7 separate regions of the Mus musculus genome follow, and all the other regions are linked to region 5. The links are chromatin contacts, called in public capture Hi-C and promoter capture Hi-C maps. All regions are on one chromosome and are shown on one strand. Each heading gives the region's core, a stretch centred on a gene start, on an enhancer-like site or on the middle of the called end of the contact. The rest is flanking DNA. Distances are from core to core; before and after follow the strand shown.

Evidence for each region. Capture Hi-C pulls out chosen DNA fragments and counts their contacts.
Region 1: a promoter capture Hi-C map of adipose tissue shows a contact between it and region 5. The contact joins the promoter of Cnppd1 here to the promoter of Zfp142 in region 5. A contact is called at or near these places in 7 of 39 promoter capture datasets (the HPC-7 cell line, cranial neural crest, hematopoietic stem and progenitor cells and 4 more), 3 of 484 Hi-C or Micro-C datasets (CD4 T cells, cerebral cortex and uterus), 4 of 115 datasets of contacts at active chromatin or transcription factors (the SCID.adh cell line, bone marrow-derived dendritic cells, bone marrow-derived macrophages and 1 more) and 2 of 9 other capture datasets (adipose tissue and liver).
Region 2: a capture Hi-C map of macrophages shows a contact between it and region 5, with 3 times the contacts expected there. The contact joins the promoter of Nhej1 here to the promoter of Zfp142 in region 5. A contact is called at or near these places in 3 of 39 promoter capture datasets (erythroid cells, hippocampal neurons and liver), 2 of 115 datasets of contacts at active chromatin or transcription factors (bone marrow-derived macrophages and microglia) and 2 of 9 other capture datasets (liver and macrophages).
Region 3: a promoter capture Hi-C map of adipose tissue shows a contact between it and region 5. The contact joins the promoter of Stk11ip here to the promoter of Zfp142 in region 5. A contact is called at or near these places in 1 of 39 promoter capture datasets (pre-B cells), 6 of 484 Hi-C or Micro-C datasets (CD4 T cells, CD8 T cells, double positive thymocytes and 2 more), 7 of 115 datasets of contacts at active chromatin or transcription factors (bone marrow-derived macrophages, double positive thymocytes, memory CD8 T cells and 4 more) and 2 of 9 other capture datasets (adipose tissue and liver).
Region 4: a promoter capture Hi-C map of pancreatic islet shows a contact between it and region 5, with 2.8 times the contacts expected there. The contact joins the promoter of Resp18 here to the promoter of Zfp142 in region 5. A contact is called at or near these places in 2 of 39 promoter capture datasets (cranial neural crest and liver) and 3 of 9 other capture datasets (adipose tissue, liver and pancreatic islet).
Region 6: a contact with region 5 is called in a promoter capture Hi-C map of liver. The contact joins the promoter of Tuba4a here to the promoter of Zfp142 in region 5. A contact is called at or near these places in 2 of 39 promoter capture datasets (the HPC-7 cell line and pre-B cells), 2 of 484 Hi-C or Micro-C datasets (CD4 T cells and centrocytes), 2 of 115 datasets of contacts at active chromatin or transcription factors (bone marrow-derived macrophages and memory CD8 T cells) and 3 of 9 other capture datasets (adipose tissue, liver and pancreatic islet).
Region 7: a promoter capture Hi-C map of liver shows a contact between it and region 5. The contact joins the promoter of Gmppa here to the promoter of Zfp142 in region 5. A contact is called at or near these places in 1 of 39 promoter capture datasets (pre-B cells), 3 of 484 Hi-C or Micro-C datasets (CD4 T cells, CD8 T cells and liver), 2 of 115 datasets of contacts at active chromatin or transcription factors (bone marrow-derived macrophages and memory CD8 T cells) and 2 of 9 other capture datasets (adipose tissue and liver).

What each region holds. Positions count from the first base shown.
Region 1 is chr1:75,141,415-75,144,114 of GRCm38.p6, reverse strand. It overlaps Cnppd1 (cyclin Pas1/PHO80 domain containing 1), which reads left to right and starts at 1,404. Exons shown (of 10, transcript NM_026977.3): 1 at 1,404-1,472; 2 at 1,555-2,057; 3 at 2,612-2,699. The coding sequence starts at 2,631. Retreg2 (reticulophagy regulator family member 2) reads right to left here and starts at 1,329. Exons shown (of 9, transcript NM_170755.2): 1 at 987-1,329; 2 at 640-746; 3 at 162-192. The coding sequence starts at 1,252.
Region 2 is chr1:75,123,882-75,126,600 of GRCm38.p6, reverse strand. Nhej1 (non-homologous end joining factor 1) reads left to right here and starts at 1,375. Exons shown (of 9, transcript NM_029342.4): 1 at 1,375-1,465. It overlaps Slc23a3 (solute carrier family 23 (nucleobase transporters), member 3), which reads left to right. Exons shown (of 12, transcript NM_194333.3): 11 at 164-259; 12 at 583-1,060. The coding sequence ends at 872.
Region 3 is chr1:75,520,243-75,522,942 of GRCm38.p6, reverse strand. Stk11ip (serine/threonine kinase 11 interacting protein) reads right to left here and starts at 1,414. Exons shown (of 25, transcript NM_027886.3): 1 at 1,301-1,414; 2 at 1,094-1,179. The coding sequence starts at 1,154.
Region 4 is chr1:75,277,002-75,279,701 of GRCm38.p6, reverse strand. Resp18 (regulated endocrine-specific protein 18) reads left to right here and starts at 1,287. Exons shown (of 6, transcript NM_009049.2): 1 at 1,287-1,500. The coding sequence starts at 1,395.
Region 5 is chr1:74,586,680-74,589,379 of GRCm38.p6, reverse strand. Zfp142 (zinc finger protein 142) reads left to right here and starts at 1,352. Exons shown (of 9, transcript NM_001310668.1): 1 at 1,352-1,816. Bcs1l (BCS1-like (yeast)) reads right to left here and starts at 1,091. Exons shown (of 8, transcript NM_001305652.1): 1 at 987-1,091.
Region 6 is chr1:75,217,858-75,220,666 of GRCm38.p6, reverse strand. It overlaps Tuba4a (tubulin, alpha 4A), which reads left to right and starts at 1,373. Exons shown (of 4, transcript NM_009447.4): 1 at 1,373-1,474. The coding sequence starts at 1,472. A630095N17Rik (RIKEN cDNA A630095N17 gene) reads left to right here. Exons shown (of 3, transcript NM_001243090.1): 3 at 94-572. The coding sequence ends at 207.
Region 7 is chr1:75,434,514-75,437,254 of GRCm38.p6, reverse strand. Gmppa (GDP-mannose pyrophosphorylase A) reads right to left here and starts at 1,319. Exons shown (of 13, transcript NM_001357170.1): 1 at 943-1,319; 2 at 417-477; 3 at 221-318. The coding sequence starts at 456.

The DNA of each region.
Region 1 (2,700 bases), core at 155-2,654, 550 kb before region 5:
CATACAAAGAAGCCTAGAGCCAGGCATACTTTTGCTTGCTGTAAGTCCCTTCATTACACTGGGCCTATGCCTGCACAAGCCACAGCCCTGCTCCTCTTTGAGCTGAGCACAGCAAGCAGACCACATTTGGGCATCTTCTTTAAAAGGTGGCCTATACTCACCTGTCAGAGTGTGGTTCTTCAGGGGGTGGTGCTATGGAGAAAAGGGTGTGGGGTAAGTTAAGAATACAAGAAGCACTTAGAGACAGATCCAAAGTCAGAAAGAGCTGCCTCTCTTTAACATTCTTGGTCTCAATTTTTCAGTAATCCCTCTGTCTCTCGCTTCCAGGCCTGAACCACTATGTGAAGTCCAGAGCATTCCCTTTACCCACCAACTACAAGGTGTACGATATGCTGTTTCTGAACCCAGCTTTAAATGCTATATAGTTTTGACTACTAAACTCACAAGAACATTAATTTTGGAAAAGAAACAATTCTCATTTCAGGCAATTTTCTTAAAAAAAAAAAAAAAAAAAAAAAAAACGATGGAAGGGCATACAGGATGCCTTAGGAGATAAATGGCCTTCCTGTGCCTCCCCTCAAGTAGCAGGGTGATGCACGGAGCAGGTGCATACAGTGCATGTGGAATGAAGAAACTCACCTGAAACGTCAGGGAGAAAGCGAGGATGCCAGAGATCCAGTAGAAAATAGGTCAAAAGTGAGATGCTGAGCAGGAAGAAGGGCCGGAGGGACGACGAAGACAACAACCTTAGGGAGACAGGCATCTCAGTTGAGGCTCCCAAATCCATCGAAAATCACAGAAAGACCCATGGATGGGGAGATGGCCCTCTAAGCCTCACCCAGTCACTAAGAGACTAAAAAATGGGGCCACCTGGTGCAGGATCACCGCCCCAGACGCTGACAGCCCTCCAAGGGAGGGAGCACCCGGTCCTCCCGCCCCCGCTCTCCCGCGCAGCCCGGCCCCGCCCCCTCCTCCGTGGCCGTTACCAGAAGAGGCCGTTGAGTGTGGCCGCCGTGACCAGGCTGTGCAGCGGCTTCTCCCAAACCAGCAGTCGCTGTGCGGCCGCCAGCACCGCCTCCCAGCCGCGGAGCCGCAGCCACAGGGACGTAGCTAAACGTCCCACTGCCTCGGCTGCGGCCGCCTCCTCCTCCGCGTCGCCAGTGGCCTCACCCATGCCGAGGCTCAGCCCCAGGCCCAGGCCCAGCCCCGAGGTGCCACCCGCGCCGGTGTTACCGCCACCGCTGCTCGCCATCACCGCGCCGCAGCCGCTGCCCGAGCCCGCGAGGAGCCAGGGCTGCGCGGCCGCCGCCGGGGGCGCGTCAGACGGAAGGGGGCGCACGCACGGGCGAGCAAAAAAACCTGCGGTCAAGCGTCACGTGATGAAGCGCGATGCCACGTGACGTGCCCTAACAGCCCGGATGGGACGCCCGCGCGTGCGCGTTGGCCGCTGTCGTGATCCTGCACCCACGAAGGTGTGCTTCCAGGGTGCTGGAGGGGTGATCCGGGGCGGGCGTTGAGGCTGCGAGGCCTGAGGTCTTCTCCCGGTGTTTACAGGGCGGCTGGAGACCTCTTTGTCGCGTGAGGCACTGCCCAGAGGCAGTGAGTGGGCTTTCAGGCCCCCAGGATCTTGACTACAATCTGCTTGGGATCGGGAAGGGCGGTGCCATCCCCATTACTCAACCCTCTTCGCCTCCAGTCCCCTCCCCTCAGCGGATAAACAAACACCAGCGCGTGACTTTAATGACTTCAAAGCAGCTTCACCAACTTCGAAAAGTTGTTTCTTCCTTCTTGGAGCGTCGGCCCTCTCTCTTCCCAAAATCTCTCAGCCGCAAATTGTGTGGAAGGAGTGTTTGGAAATAAAACATCCAGGCGCTGTTTGCTTTGGGGAGACCTGTTTAACATCGTACATTGAGGCTTTATATCTTTTGAGATCATTTAATTGCTGGAGTAACCATACAGAATACAGTATGTATTCGAGTGTTACAGTTTCAAACTTCTAAGGGGCATAAAGATTCAACAGATTCCCTCCCACCTTGTTCACAGTTCTCCCACCTACGGTAAGTTTCTTGTTCATCTTTCCTGGGCATTGCTGATTGAGTGCGTCTTCCCTAAAACCCAGGAAACAACTCGCCGCGTTGCCTTTGTGTTAGGCTCGTTACTATCTGTACCACGACTACAAAGCCTGGTCAGCGCGTTCACCCTTGGTGTGTCGCGGTCCCCTGGGAACCGTATTACAATTGCCCCCGGTGCTCATAGCTCCGGAGACCCGGAGCTCTCAGGTTGGGCAAGGCAGGAGGCACTTCCTGCCGGGCGCGCAGACTCGTCGGTGACACTCACTCCCGCAGCTTATAAACGCCTAGCGAACGCGGCACGGGCTGAGAACACTGCTGGCCCTCGTACCTCCTGGTTCGCCTGGTGAGCGCCGCGCCTGTCGTCGGGCGCCGGGAGGCCCAGTCGCACGCGGAACAGGAAGAGGCGTCCCACGGCCGCCTGCGAGAAGGGAGGAGGCTGCGCGCAGTCGGGCGGTGGCCCTTTCGGGAGAGGTGGGCCAACGGGTGAGCACGGCTCTGGGGTCACTTACGATTCCTTCCCTTTCCCTCCACCTTCGCAGGGTGGCGGCTGACAGTGCGATGGACCTGACTGGGCTCCTGCTGGACGAAGAAGGCGCCTTCTCCCTCACCGGTTTCCAAGACTTCATGG
Region 2 (2,719 bases), core at 126-2,625, 540 kb before region 5:
TGAGTGTGGGGAATGGAGTGTGTAGAGGGAAAAGGTAGATGGGATGGAATGGCAGCCTAGTGAGATGTGTCCCTGGTTTGAGATGCAGTTTACGTCTGAAAGGGAAGACTCATTGCCTGGGACAGTATCAGTTACCTTCCTGCCTGGCCCCAACCCTTTGTAGGCTGGAGCCCCCTGGATATGTTTCTTCGTTCTTTGCTGGCAGAACCCATTTTCTTAGCTGGTCTACTGGGCTTTCTCCTAGAAAACACTATATCTGGTAAGTTGAGACCAGGTCCCAGGGGAGTGGCTAGGTAGTCACTACTCCCTAGGTTGGGCAGGGCAGTGACCTTTACTTATTTTTCACTTAAAAAAAAAACCTTAATTTTCATTTTAAATTATGCATATGTGTGTATGTGTGTCTTTGGATATTTGCATTCATAAAATGTAGAGATCAGTGATGGTAGATCCTCCCAGACCTGGAGATTCGGGCAGTTGTGAGCCATCCGGCATGGGTGCTGGGACTTGGAACTTGGGTCCTCTGTAAGAGCAGTACCAGCTCCTAAGAGCTATCTCTCCATCCTGATCACCCCTCTTTTACAGGTACACGGGCTGAGAGAGGCTTAGGTCAGAGGCTGCCAACTTCTTTCACTGCCCAAGAAATTCAAATGCTTCAGCAATCCAGGAGGAAAGCTGCTCAAGAGTATGGGCTTCCTTTACCCATCAGAAACCTGTGTTCCTGCATCCCACAGCCTCTCCACTGCCTCTGTCCAATGCCTGAAGACTCTGGGGATGAAGGAGGATCCTCTAAAACAGGAGAGAGAGCCGACTTGTTGCCTAACTCTGGGGAATCGTACTCCACAGCTAGCAGAGAAGGGGTTAGGTCCCAGTAATCATCAAGACCACCATTTTTGTCTTAGTTTAGCAGTAACTGCCACCTTGCTGGAGTCTGTATACTTTGTCCCAGTGGAGGTGGATGTGGCCCACTTGCAAAATGGGCTGCCTTTCCTCCTCTTAAGACTTGAGCAGAGGCCATGGTTTAGCGGGTTGGAACTGAATAAATGAGATTTCTGCCTGTAAACTGTCAAGGCTTCTTGAATGAACTCTAGCATTCAAATATTTACTCTTTGCCATGAGCAAGGTCCTACATCCACGGATATGAATACGACAGGGTCCCTGCCCTCTCCCTGCATTTAAGATTTAAATAAGTAACTAAAATGTAAAGCAGATAAAAAAAAGATGAAGAGGCAAGAGAGAAGTAGTATTTCGTTTCAACTTAGGGCAACAGGAAAGGAATTAGGAAAGCAGCAGAGTTGCGAGTGGCGTTAACAAGTGAGGTTCGGGCCCCGCCCACCAGGGCCCTGGCTCCGCCCACACCCAAGACCCCGCCTTCCTGAGTGTGTTGTGTGTGGGGGGGTGGCCTCTCAGTTTGCGCACCAGGACAGGCCCGCCTTGAGGAGGGTGGGAGTTCCCGCAGCCGTTGACGGTAGGTGGGGTTGGTTTCGTGTCGGCGCCGAGATCTGGGTCTGTCCGGACGCCGAAAAGCAAAGATAAACTCGTGCAGTGGCCCCTGACCCGGGCGCTTTTTCCCAGAAGGGACCGCGCGCAGCCCGACTTTGGACCTCCCGGAGTGGGCGGACCTGCGCACGCGCAGTCCGTTTTCGGCCTCTGCCTTTTAGTGTGTCGTGTGAAGCCCCTCCTTAGCAGGCTTCGTGTTTGGCCCGCTGGGATGAATTAGTTTTGTTCCCCTTTGGGGCCCTGAGCCGTAACTGTGTGCAGCGGATGCTGTAAAAATGAGAGGCGGGCGACAAAGTTCTAGCGGGGGTTGGGGGGGCAGATGGACGCCTAGGGCGCTCGAGGGCGGGGCGTGTGACCTTTGGCGGCAGGGCCTAAGGTTTGCCCTCTTTGGTGGCACAGGGCGTGGGCTCGACAGATGGTCTGTAGGACCTTACTGCCCCCTGCAGGGTATTTTAGGAACTATCCCTGGGAGAGGAACCCGAGTGGTAGAATGTCGTGCAACTTCACAGTCTCTCCTTTAAAAGACAAATTAAACCCGCGAGGTTGGTTAACGTGATCATGGAAGACCAATTTGCGGAGTGTGGGGCGGGGAGTCAAACCCCAGAGGACTTAGATTCCTTCTCCCTCCATGCTGTGAACAGTCTCAGGCCCCAGTCCGTTCTACCACTTTGTTTTGTTTTGAAAGTCTCTTGCTATGTTGTCCAGGTTGGCTTCCAAATCAAGATCCTCCTGCCTCAGCCTCCTGTGTGCTAGGATTACAGGCATGCCCCATCATGCCTGACTCACTGAGTTATACTTACCTCAAGACCAGGCTGAGTGGTAGGAGCAGCCAGACTGGATGTTTAGACATTTTTATAGGGCCAGCTGTCCCTGGCCACATTAAAACAGCTTCCTCCCATTCAGACAAAACCATCGACTTGTGGGTTTTGACCTTCGGAACCAGTTAGGCCAATAAGCTCAATTTTGGTGAGTTTCAGAGTGCATGCCAGGATGTGCCTATAAGGGAAATTAGAGGGTTTGGCAACTTCATTTGTATGTCTAATCTTTCCCAGTGTAAACTCTTGCCCAGTGAAGACTCTTTAATCATTCTGAGACCAGTTTATCCTGTTGGAACAGCCCAGGATACAAATAACCATCTCCACACACAGCGTTTCAAGGTGGCTGCAAATAACCACCATATATGTAGTCCTGTGTCACTTGAAATGGCCAGATGTTTTTTGAC
Region 3 (2,700 bases), core at 165-2,664, 930 kb before region 5:
CATGGGAGTAATTATTAACACAAACCAGAAAATGAACTGCCATCAAGAGACTCCAAGGATGCCATGGTGGGAGTATATAGATATGGAGCACTAATGCCATCGAGGTCACACATTCCAAATGACAGCTGCTTCATCTAGATCTCATCCTTATCTCCTAAAGACATCCATTAACCCCACCTTACAGATAGGAAAGCCGGGGCTCAAAGAAGAATCTCTCCTTTCTGTGTGTGTGGGGAGGATGCTAGGGATTATAAGTCAAAGTTTTGTACATGCTAAACATATGCTCTGCTACTGAACTATATCCCCAGCTCTCAAAGAATCATGATTGTGATCATTTAGCTGATGATGGCAACCACATAACAAACAACATAGTGCCAGGCGTGGTGGCACATGCCTTTAATCCCAGCACTTGGGAGGCAGAGGCAGGCGGATTTCTGAGTTCGAGGCCAGCCTGGTCTACAAAGTGAGTTCCAGGACAGCCAGGACTACACAGAGAAACCCTGTCTCAAAAAAAAAAAAAAAACAAAACAAAAAAACAAAACAAAACAAAAAAAAAAACAAAAACCAAACAACACAGTGATCTTTGCCATGCCCAGGCACTGGGGCAGCAACTATAGTAACACTATCTTTTGAACACTTATTATGCATGCATGCACTGCACTAAATAAGCTAACTAAAATCCCGCTATCTTTTGCGTTCAATACAATCCCTATGCTAACCTATCTGAGAAGAATACTGAGGGTCTAAAAACTTATCCAAGTCTGATAGAGGGTTGGGACTAACCTATGTGGGTCTCCAAATCTCTGGTGTCTAAGGTGCTTATACTTGGCTTTCGGTACAAGTGATTATGTTCTTGTCTGCAAGTGTTTAATCTATTAATGATCCCTTTCCTCTGGAGAGTTAAGTGCTATGAGAGATGGATAGAGTTTAGACTGTCAAAGGCATGACTGTAAACAACGCGTCACAAGGAACACACCCAGAAGACGCCGGCACCTCGTGACCCCGCCGGCAATGACTCGGTGATTCCCGGCGTTTCTGGACAGTATCGAACACACCTAGAACTCCCAACCAAATAAGCCAGAAGTCCACTCACCCGACTCCCGCAAAAGTCCCGCCAGCTTCCACACTACTGAATCCCGCGGAGCGGTCGTCATAGCCACGGGACGCTGGGGGCGGAGCCTGGGGAAAGGGGAAGCGGAAGAGCCTCAGGTGGGCAACAAAAGCCCAGAGCTTTCGTGCAAATGGAGGCGTCGCGCAATGTAAAAAGTAAGCATCAGCTAAAAAGAACGATCTCTCTGACCCCTTTTCCAAAAAGCATTGGGCCTCGGGAGCCCATGGGCCCGCGTAATTCGCACTCCAATCACTTTGGCAGCCGGGCTCTTTTAGGGCAGGAAGTCCCGCCCCGGAAGGCAAAGGACCTACCGGAAAGCATGCCTTCGCTACCGGAAGCCACGCCCTGGGCGAGCCGATGTGTCAGTAGGACGGAACTAGCCGGGATTAAGCCCCTAACGGGGCCCCAGGTCTAGCTCGGCTCTGGGTGGCCCCTTCGGCAGAGAGAGAAACCTGACTCTTGTTTGCAGACTGGGCGGGGAAGCAGAGCTTGGAGAAATGGGATCTTGTATTAGAAGGAAAAGAACTCATCCAAAACAAATACTGATCTTCCAGTTACATAGCTGTCCTGTCCTTGCGAAGTTCTTTTATATCAGCCAGAAGGGCTAAGGCTGGCAGGGATGCCACTCTCAAACCCCCTTTGCTGTCATAGTCCTCAGTCTCTAGACTTATTTTTCCTTAGGGTTTAGCACACTCTCAAATTGGTCCCTGGTCTCTGATTTCAGAGCTCTGGAAGCAGAGGCAGGAGGGTCTCAGTGAGTTCAAGACCAGCCAGCTCTAAATAGTGAGTTCCAGGCTAGCCAGGGCTGCATAGTGGGATCCTATCTCAAAAACAAAAATTAGTCACTGGTAATGACCTGAACCTGTATTTGTTTTGTTTTGTTTTTAACTGTATTTACAGCTCAGTACACCTAACTAAAAGTGGTTTTCCTAAATTTGAAAATAAAATATATCAATAATTAACAAAAGCAAGACTGTTGAGTTTTCTACTTCCAAATTGGCACTGTAGCTTTTTTTTTTTTTTTCAAGATAGGGTTTCTCTGTGTAGCCCTGGCTGCCCTGAAACTCTGTAAACCAGGCTGCCTCTGCCTCCCAAGTGCTGGGATTAAAGGCGTGCGCCGCCACCACCACCCAGCACCACTGTAGTTTTTACCCTGGCTCTTGGTCTGGCAGTTGACATCAACTTCTGGTCTACATTATGAAAACATTTCTTAGGATGGAGTGACTAGCTAGGCTTGGGAGGGGAATGTCTTTTATGAAACAATCCTTTCTAACACAAGAAAGTTAAACATGAAGTGTAGGACTGAAGAGATGGCTCAGTGAATTAGAGCACTGGCTAGGCTTCCAGAGGACATGGGTTCAAGTCCCAGTACCCACATGGCGGCCCACAGCCATCTGTAACTCCAGTTCCAGGTGGTTGTACAATCTCTTCTCATCTCCATGGGCACAGCACATGCATGGTGTAGAGGCATTCAGGCAAAACATTCATACATGCAAGTGTTTGCTTTTAATGAAAAATCTAAAGAGTAGAGTTGGAGTCAGTCAGTTTTAGAGGTGGTGGAAGGCTTCTCTAGCCTGAACAAACTTCCT
Region 4 (2,700 bases), core at 38-2,537, 690 kb before region 5:
CTCCTGGGTGGTATATGCCAATTCATTGTTTTATAGCACCTCTCAAATTGCTTCTATAAATCATTTAAAAAATAAAATGTTAAGCATATAATCGGTGACAACAAACTTTCAGATCCTGGCGTGGGAAAACACCTTGTGCCAGACAGTCCTGTTAATATATACTGACTATATATATTTTTTTTTTCCAGGCAAAAGACAAATGAAACTGTGTGAAGACACAGAGTCCAAACAAAAGGAAGAAAAGTGATTGGGATCATAACCCTTGGTGAGTAAATGTTCCACCAGGTGAGTTCTACATTTCCCCCCACGACACGGCGGACAGTTCACCGTTCCCTTCAGCACCAACAGACTCTAGCAGAAAGTAATGGTGGAACAGGCTGGGGAGCAGAGTTGCAGGTTCTTAGGTGCCAAGGCAGCCAGAAACTGAAGAGGAATTCTGGGTAATGAGTGGTCTACAGAGAGAGAACCTGAAATCTGAATGCAAATCTCCCCTAAATTCTCAGCTATCTTCTAAATAGCACATGCACAGGGGTGAGATTTCCAAGAGCCTAAAGGAAAAGCCAGATATCTGAGCAAAGATTTTGGCAGCTGCCACGGTTCTAAGGAGGCAAAGCCTGGAGCCAGAACCCACAAAATTAGAGGGTCTTCCTAAACACCTCACCGAGTCTCAAAACACCCTGAGCAGTAAATACTGAAGAAAGACAATGCAATCCAGAGACTCCACAAAGCATCAACCCAAAAAACACCCACTTTACAACAAAACTTAACATTGGAGCTTAGAAACATGGCACGGGACAAGTGGCAGTGTGCCAGGTACTTAGTTATCGAAATAGATCTATTTTAAAGTGTACGGTGGTTAGGATTTGGGCAACCACAATGGCTGTGGGAAAATAAGGATGGACATTCAGTGTTTTGCGGGTTGAACCCATATGGTTGCTAAAAGATTTTAAATGGATGAAGAGAAAACGAGGTCGAAGGCAATAACCAGTCATCAGGCTGAGTGCTCACTCTTCCCTCGCAGTTCATATTTAAATATCACAACCAAACACATGAAGTTGGTTCCATTTCCACCCCCATCTCATATGCAATCAGTCTCTCCTTCCTTGGAGATTGAGAATGGCGGCTTATCTGGAAAAGTGTGTAGAGGGTGGGGGGCAGAAATTCCAAAAGGTAGAATGGAGAGAGGCCAAAGAGGATGGCTAACTTGGGTAAGCAGCTGCAGGGGCAGAGCCTGCTTGTGATTGGCCGAATTGCAGAGGAGGGCTCTGCAGATCTCTTGTCGCGTCTCTAGCGCTAGAGGGTGAAAAGTGACATCCTGGCACAGGCCCCCTGGCTATTGTTGCTACTTCCACTACGACCTAGCTCGAGGAACCGTGAGTTTGGATCCAGCCAAGATGCAGAGTTCGTTAAAGCCCGCGGGCTCCGGGCATCTTCAGCTACTGGTCTGCTTCCTTCTGCTTTACAGTCGTCCAGGCAGCTGCAGCGACATAAACGCCCACGGTCAGGAGAGAACTTGGGGTGGGGGTGGGGAGTGCGGACAGGCCAGAGAGCAATTCTGAGAGCAGAGGTTCTGGCCTTCAAGGCTAAAAGACTCAGGAGGAAAACCGTTTAGGATGACAATAGAGAAACGCAGAGGGTTTCAGCGGGACAGAAGCAGTCTTGGCATTTGGTGTTCAGGGTCTAGACAGAAGGAACGACCCAGGGAAAGGTTGGGGGTTGGGGAAAGAGTAGGAAAAACAGATGAGCCAAGGGTGGCTGCAGTACACCCCAGACGTTTCGGGGGGGGGGGGGTCAGGAAAGAGATAACCAGGACTAAGTGGAAAACCAGGAGTGCTCGTATTTGGTTATCTTATCAAGGGAATAAGTGGGTGGGGCTGAGAGACAGAATCAAGGCTCAGCCATAAACCTGCAGAGTACAGGGGCTGGACCCGGTTTCATGAAGTGGGGGAAGCTAGGTTGGGGTGAAACAGGTTGGAGGGAGACCATTCTACTTCCTCCTGTTCTGATCTGCGCCATCCTGGATGGACCTGGCCGGCACTCACTTGGTAACAGTCGGGGAAAGACTGCGCAGCCTCAGAATACCTGCGCAGACCATTGCACAAAGTCCTAGTCTGACGCCCCATCTCCCTGCGGGATTCTTGGGTTTGGAAGCCAATGCAGAGGATTCGCAAAACACTGCGGGTGGAGATCTGGTGTCAAACAAGGGGAGAACTGAGGCAGGGTGGGAACGGAGTAGAATGGGGGGTGGGAAGTGCAGGTGCCAAGGCGTTGTCATTACCGCCCGCAATGACTACATCTGACCCTCCTCAGCACCACGGACAGCTCCAGCCCATTCTGTGGATCCTGGTTTCCCCATGTACTTTACCAGACACCCTCTCAGACTGAACATAGCCTCTTCTTTGGAAGTTCTCTTTTTTACCAGGACACTAGAACCTCTACTTCTTTCTAGGGCCAGGAAACTGTATTGTGAATCTATCTGAATGGAGTGAGGGAGAGAATTGCCCATTCTTGGAAGACCTATGATTTGAGGCTAGCCTGAGATACATAGCAAGACAAAGAGTTTTGTTTTGTTTTGTTTTATTGTTGTTGTTTGTTTTTTAATTAACTGAAGTGGAACAGGGAGAATTTTTTTCTTTAACACTACTCACTTATCCTTCATCCCTGCCCTTCTCTTACACACCATTGAGCAAATTGTGTTTC
Region 5 (2,700 bases), core at 103-2,602:
GTAGGAATGGTGTTGGAATGCCACAGCAAACACCCCAGGCTCTTCAATCCATTTTGCTCTTCAGTTAGACCTTTTGCCAGAAGGCCATTTTGGAGAGTTTCTCAATTCCAAAAAGCAATGTACCCAGCTCCACATCAGGATACTAGAAAGGCAAGACTCTGGTCCCTGGCAAGAGCTAGACAGAAGGGTCCCCACTGAATGGAATCGGCAAAGGTGATTTTTCCATTGCTCTGTCAATGACCACATGCCTTACCATCAGAAATGTCTTTCAAATATCCTCTCCCTTACACCCCGTTCCTAATGTCCTGTACAGACATTTATTACTTCTCACCTAAACTATTTCTTGCAAGTTATTTTGGTTCTTGAGGTGATATTTGAATGGACCTTCAGCACCTGCATCATCCAAACCCACCAATCCCAGACACGCTACAATTCTGTCACTTGTATTCCAGCACCCTTGGTGCCTTGCTCCCATTGGGTTCAAATACCACAGCCGGATACGCAGGGATGCCTACATTAGAATGCGTACCTTTACTAGCAAATCACTACCTACTTCTAGCTCTCTCAGTTCTGTTGGTACCGAATGACCCCCACCCCTTTATTCTAGGCATTCTTTTTCATTGAGATCATATAGTCTACTTCTTCCACGGAGCCTTTTTCTTTTTCTTTTTTTTTTTTTTTGGAGCCTTTTTCAAATTCAACCCAATTAAGATGTGACTAAGCCTAACTTAAGACAATGCCTAAGGGGACAAAATGGCAATTATTTCCAGAACACCTCTCCTTGCAACACTTCTCCACTGCCACTCCTCTGCCTGGCACACCGGCCCACTGGTGAATTGACAGCCGTGACCTCCGCTAAGGCTCGGAGCTGTGATCCAGAATTCCAAAGCACCTTTGCATGGAGAGCCGCTGACGAAGATCTCCTGGCCCCCGGCTCCCGAACCCTGACACACAGCAGCTGACTCCCGGACACCCTATACACAGACCTGCTCGCGCTTCCAGGAACGTGGGAGAGAGAAATCTGTCACTCCGCCCCCTTCCCTCCATGACTCTCTGGCCCTCACACTCGATGGTTTCGCCGGGCCTACGAAGAGGCAGCGCCGCTAGTCCCGCCCCGGACTGCTGCATCTACTTCCGGCCACACCCACCACGGAGTCCTTGCCACTCTTCCCTGCAATTCTCGATGGTTCCGCTTTGGGGCTTCAGAAGGGGGGTACTCAAGGACATAGAGGGGAAACCATAGAGTAGCACGGGCCTTGAAGAGAGACAGAGTGGCTGCCACACGTCAGATTCCTAGAGGCGCCTGGGCCGGGGGCGGCCACATCAAAGGCCCCCGAGGAGCCACTCCAGTCCCAGTCGGACCATAGAGATGCAGCTCCCGCCAGCCCACGGGTAGGAGGTGAGAGAGCGGCTGTCGGCGGGAACCAGGGGAAGTGCGGGCGCTGTGAGCTGAAGGTAAAAGTTTCTCTAGCTCCAGCTTGAGTGGGCCCTGGAGGTGGAGCCCGCGGGAGGAGGTGCTGCGGGGAGCGCGCCGGTGAGAGGGGCGCGGGCGCATCTCTGCTGGACTCGGGCGTCTCAGTCGCGTCACAGCTCCGGGCCCCGCCCGGGTATCCGCTGCCTCTCCTCAGGACCAGAACCGTGACGATGCATCATCCCAAGCCTTGCAGGTTCCAAAACGCCTTTCTCCTCCGCTGTATCTCGTGACTTGGCTGTCGCCCCACAGTGTAAAAGCTGTCGTCGCCGCCGCCTCCACTTTACAGACAGGAAAGCTGAGGTCCTGAGAAGCGAGGCAAGTGCATCGACTCAAGGCTACACGGTGAGTCAAAGCCCAGAGGCGCGTGGGAACTGAGGTGCCTACGCAGGGTTGCCTTGTTCCCCAGGCTTCGGTATCCCTTGCTTCTCCAGTCTCAAAAGCACGTTACTTCTTTCTGGCTCTCTCCTACCTCCTCCCCCGCATCTTCCTGAGGCCATGTGATGGGCTGGAAGACCGCCTAGAGCAGCAATAATTAGTAGTCCGTGGGGGCTGTGATTTCCAAAAAGCCTCGCTGACCACGGAAGTGCACTTCCCTGCCTCCTTCTTGAATTGCTGTCTGTTCCTGCTGTTATGCTTTTTAAAGACATATTTGTTTATTTTATGTATGTGAGTACACGGTTGCTTTCTTCAGACACAGGAGAAAGGGCATCGGATCCTATTAACAGATAGTTGCGAGCCACCATGTGGTTGCTGGGAATTGAACCCAGGACCTCTGGAAGAGCAGTCAGTGCTCTTCATCACTGCGCCATCCCTACAGCCCTCGTGCTGTTTTTACGTGGAGGGATTCTGTAGAATGAGAACTAGCCACTCTCACCTGGCACATACTCAGTGACCCAGTTTTGTTTGAAACAGGGCCTCACTGTTTAGCTCTGTCCTGGAACTCACTATGTAGACCAGGCTGGCCTCAAATTCACAGATACCTGCCTGCCTTTGCCTCCTGAGTCCTGGAAGTTTAAAAAGATTATCTCATTTATTTCAGTCGAGTTGAACAGGACATGCAGTTTAATACCTTTGTTTCTCAGTTGTGTTCCCACTGGAGGCTTTAGTAAGTTAGTGAATTGGAAATTTACCTTGTATTTGAGGAACCACTGGCTTGATACCTTAGTTTAAAAGATCTGGGTTTACTGCAACTCAGCTGGTCCACTAGAATTTCCATTTTGTCTAAC
Region 6 (2,809 bases), core at 124-2,623, 630 kb before region 5:
CCTGTGATCATCAAGACTCATTCCTTTGCACAGACCATGACCCATGATTGCAAGCGGCTTAACCAAATGTCCGTGTCCATTTTCTTTTTACAGAGGAGACCCTCTCCCAACCATGGTGCTAGGGATCAAACCCAGAACTTCACAAATGATGACAGCATGCTACCAACCGAACTACACACTCAGCCTCTCCCAACGAAATTCTCCTAACCAGATGTCAAGGACTAGAAAGAGATCTTGTGAAATGTATTGTATTCTTTTCTATGACTTCTCTTAAGTCAAATGCCACTAGCTACTTTGTTGATAGAACGTCTGCCATTGCTGTATATATTTCGGCCTTGTGTTATGCTGACAAACAGCTCTGTCCCTAAGAAGAGAATGGAAGCCCATGCTGGTGAAATCTTTTTCAAGTGATGACTACCTTAGGAGTCAGAATTTTTATGGCCATGAAAACCAGCACCTGGGCTCCTCCTGAGGGATTTTTTTTCCGGTGGGGGTGATGTATGTCTGAGAAAGCAGAAATAGTTTTTAGAAAGGCCTGTCCTAGTACGAAATGGAAATAAAACGTAGAAAGGAGGTATCTCTTCGACTGTACAAGCCAAGAACTCAGTGACACTAAGTCACTTGCCCAAGGTTGCATAAGGCCGACCGGATGCTGTTCCAGAGGCTCCAGGTTCTGTGCTCCACCGCAGCAGGTAGGTGGTCGAGGCGGGGAGCTAACTAATAGTGACGGCGCTAATGACGGAGCCTCTGACCAGCGAGTGGCCTGGCCGGTGAAAGGTGGCAGATTCTCGCGTCGGCCCTCACAGATTGGCTGCGCCGCTCGGCTTTGAGGGATAGTCTACCGGATCGGCACCCTGGGGCTCAGGCTCTGTAGTTCTAGGTCCTCGGCCTCCTACAGGTGTGGGCGAAAGCCTACCAACTCGGCCGGGGACCAGCAGGCGGCGGTCTGCTGTAAGGGGGTCTCGGGCGACCAGTCCCAGCTGCCCAACCCGCCCGAGCCCGGGAGGCGACGCTGGGAGGACAGCGGAGAAGGCCGGGGACAGCCGCTTTTGAAGGATTGCTTGAGCTTCATCCGCCCTAAATCGGAATACCTGCACCATGAGCGTCTACATGACGCGGGTGCATTCGAGACACGCTCCGCCACCGCACCCTGCGTCTCTGCTTCGGACCTTCGGAATCCGGGACATCGGCTCAAAACTAGGAACGAATATGGGCCGCTGCTTCTAAGCCAAACCCGACAGGTGAGAGAATCCGGAGCGGCAAGGGGAGGGGATACGCCTAGGTTTCACTCCCCTGGTGGCCACCTATCCTGACGGGGATGTAGTCTTTAAACCACCCCGCCCCATGGTGGGCGGGCTGAGCGCGCAGGTCCCGCCTCCTGCCTATAAGAGCGGTGCGGCACTGCAGCTCCGCAGATCTCACCGAGACCCGTGACCCCGACTCTACGTGAGACGTACAGCCCAAACTCATCATGGTGAGTGAGGCCCCGCCAGGATCTCTCCGGTCCTATAAACAAATGTCCCGCTTCTCTGGGGGAACCTTCCACTAGAGATCTGAAGACCCTTTCCTTAGCATTCCGAGTTTCCAGGAGATGTAAGAGTTTTGCACTTCCCCCACCTCTCCCGGTGACTTTGACCTAGTGTGTTGTCCACCTTCAGAAGCTGGGGACTGAGGGAGGGTGTTTCACTAGCAGAGAGGAGCCCTTCTGTAGTGTCCTCCTGCCCTACCAAGCGTCTGTGTTCCAACCCTCCTGAGGGGAGTCACGAGGTTCCGTACCCAGTGCTCTCCTCCGGCAGCAGAAGACCTGCTCAGCTGCCCCCGCCACCCATACCCCCTGAGTGAGTCCCTGGAACTGACCGAACACGTGCCTGGCGCCGGTTGGTTTAAGGGGTTACTTGGTACCGCACCCCGTCTTCCTCCGTGTGCCTTCTTCCCATCTACACCCCCCACATGACTCAGCACCCCCTCCTGAGCCAGGAGGGGTGGCGGGAATGGGGTTCGGTCTCGGGAGGCCAGCGGGCCCCTCCTACCCGAGTGCGGGTGCTCGCGGGTGCTCGGAGAACAGGCAGAGACAGCTGGCGCTGATCGACAGCCCCGGCCTCGGCCAGGTGGCGGGGGAAGGGAGAGAGGTGTATGAAGGGGTTTGTATTTATAGCCCGGAGCGGGGGCAGAAATCCAACCCGAGCTTTCAACTGGGAAGTAACTGGAAAGACTCCAGTGGGAGAGCAGACGTAGGGCCCAGGTACAGATGGCGTTCCCCTGGCTTGTGCAGCAAGGCGGGTTTCCTCAAGGGCCTCCTAGCAGGTTCCACTTCCTTTTCTGGGTATTTAGAAATTGTCGTGCCCCACCCCGCCCCCACGCGCCATTTGGTTGTGAAAAGGGAGGCGCACAGGTTCTATAGACCTGGGCGTTGCAGGGGTTAAATTATGGACCACCTAGATGTAGCCTTAAGTTGCCAGGGCTCCAGTATGTATACCTGTATTGCCTGCCCCTGCCGTCAGCGTTTACCCGTATTATCGCTGCTATTTCCATGTGGGCTGAGGCGAGGATGGAGGTGGTGAAGCAACGCAGAGTGTGAGGGTGGAGGTGGGGAGAGGAGCCAGATGGGATTGATCCCTCAGGGCCAGATGGAACTTAAAAGTGGAGGTTCTAGCATCCTGAAGGCCAGAATGGTCAGTTGATACCAGATGGAAGGTTGAGACACCTCTTTGCCCACAGGAAAGAAGGGGAGAGGGTTGTGAGAATTTTCAAGGCAAAGATTAACCAGGGAGGAAGCTGCTGGCTATAAACTATAAAACATATTTCTAGA
Region 7 (2,741 bases), core at 70-2,569, 850 kb before region 5:
AAGATCCCTGCCTGGCTTCACATTCCATACTGTAAAACTAAGTGTGAAATCTGAGCAGCAGCAAGAGGCAGGGAAGTCACCAGGACTGGCTGCCCAAAGCAGTGCTCAGACGCCTGTGAATGGCAGCCCGTGGAGCCGTAGTTGGTGGGAAAAGATGGCAGCTGGGAAATGGAAGACAGACACACACCATGAAGGAGAGGGGCAGGAAGTGTGGGGTTACCTGGGCACAGGCTTCTATATGGTGCTGGATCATGGGAACGCCTGCCACAGGAAACAGAGGTTTGGGCACCTCAAAAGACAAAGGCCTGAAGCGAGTCCCTGAGAGGACAGGAGAACGTTTTAGCTTCCTATTTCCTTGTGTCCCAACCCCACCGACCTCTCCAGCCTACCCGCTCCCCTGTCCCCCATCTCCTCACCCTTCTGGGGGCCTCCAATGAGAATCACAGCTTTGAGCATGATGAGCGCTATTACCTAAACCTCAAACCACAACAGAATAATTACAACACATAGTCCTTTCCTAGGATGTAAACACAAAAGTTCAGTATAGTCCCTCCTTGGGCACACAATCACGAAATTCATCCCAATCCAGAACTCAGATGGCTTCAAAACCCTGCAGCCCTCCCTTTTATCTCTAATGACTTCTCTTTGGCCGTGAACAAATTATGTAAACACGGGTACTCAACGGACCCCCTTCTCTGACCCCAGATCTCAAAACCCTGAAACCTCTAGTCCCAGTGCCTTGCAAATGACTGCTTCCTCCTTCTAGCTGTTCAACTCCGAATCCCAGCGGTGAATATGGAACCACAAACCTTGAGTGAGCTCTGGGTATTTAATTTTAATCCTATGAATGCGCCCCAAGTACAGAACTAACATCAATCTGCATTTGATGAGCACCAACCCTAACACCTCTAGGTGCTGACTGTGAATTCTACAACTACCTACATGTGCTCGAATCAAAAGACAGGTTCCGTTGACATGTCAAACGCTGAGCCTACTACTCCAGCCGTGCGCATACCGACCACTGGTGCGGAATCTCTGGATTCCAAAGATTGATTGCTGACCTGGACCCCACAACTGAGTCAGTCCAATAGACGTCAGTTTCTCGTAGCCATTGGTTATAGAACCAACACAAGCGTGGGCATGAGGAGAGAAAGACAGGCCCTGTGAGCCCTCCCTACGTCCAGGGTCCGTCTGCTACACCTTACCCTGCCCACCACCCCCTCCACCATGTAGATCCTTTTACCACTAGCTCCCTTTACGCCAGCTCTGCCGCCTGCCACTGCTTGCTCCTTCCGCGTACGTGTCTCCTTACAACCCGCGAGAGCTCTTTCGCGGGGGCTGCTGGGAATTGTAGTTTTGAAAACGTTCTCTCTCCAACTCCAATAAGACACTTGGGAAACGTGCTGGAAACCTGGTGCGTTCCGTCAAGTCACCGTAGGACAAGGCTTAACTGAGGAGAGAGAGGAGTAAGGATGGGGGCTAAGAAGTTAGGCCTGGAAACTTGAGATTGAGACCTAAGCTTTTCCAGTATGGGCTCAGGGGCAGCGGAGCACTAAGTCACAGGACAATCCCCTGGGTGGCCAGCTTTGGAACAGCCTGGAGGGGCTGAGCCTAGACTGAGCAAAAGAAAAGGAGCAATCACAGTTCCAAAATTTGTCCAGCTGAGAAATTTGACACTGAGAGAAATCCTATTCCGGATGACTACTACCTGTAAAATGAGCTTTCCAGATTTCCTAGTGACTCCAACATTCTGTGACCTTGGCCTGTGGGTCTTGGAATAAATATGGGGGGGGGGGCAGGCAGGGAGAGGAAATGGCGATGGAAAACAAAACAAACAAGCACGAGGAGGATCAGAAGGAAAGCAATTTTGTTTTATTTTTGTTTTTTAGATTATATCTAAGTACACTGTAGCTGTCTTCAGATGCACCAGAAGAGGGCGTTAGACCTCATTAACGAATGGTTGTGAGCCACTATGTGGTTGCTGGGATTTGAACTCAGGACCTTCAGAAGAGCAGTCGGTGCTCTTAACCACTGAGCCATCTCTCCAGCCAGGAAAGCAGTTTTATTAAGCAAGGCAGAAGAGGGTTTGGATCCCACCAGCACCTGGGATCGCAGCCAGGGTAAAAAGGTCTGATGGTCCCTTTCAAGCCATGTCCACCTGAGGAAGCCTTGGGCCATGTCCTGGGGTAGTCCTGGGGAATGGTAAGGCGCTGGTGGTGTTAGGACCAATCTCTACACCCTGGGGAAGGTGTGGAGAGACGGAGGGCAGATCTGTGGGTCAGTTTATCTGTGTGTGTAATGAGCGTTAATTATAAAGCTCATTCTTTGCAGTCCAGTTTCTGGGAACAATACTACACAGGTCCCAGTCTCAGCCCTGCCTTAGCTGCAGATCCTAGACCTCCCTGTCGTGGTCCTCAATGTCCTACCCGTGCTTGGTCTGGCAGACATGGAGTGGGCAGTCAGTGCTGCCATGGCGTCTTTGAGGTCCCTTTTATATCTTAGCATGGACTCAACAAAGGACAGGGGAACCTGACCATAGGACACGAGCATCACCATGAGATGAGGAATATCTGGCCCTAACTCCACACGATGCATTTGAATTCACAGTATGTTATTGGACAGATGACTAGCCTTTACATTTTATCTCTTTCGTTATTAAACAGGACTTATCCCTGTCCCTTTTTCTCTGGGTCAAGTAGAAGATCAAAAGAGATACAGCTCTCACAAGTGCTTCGGAGACA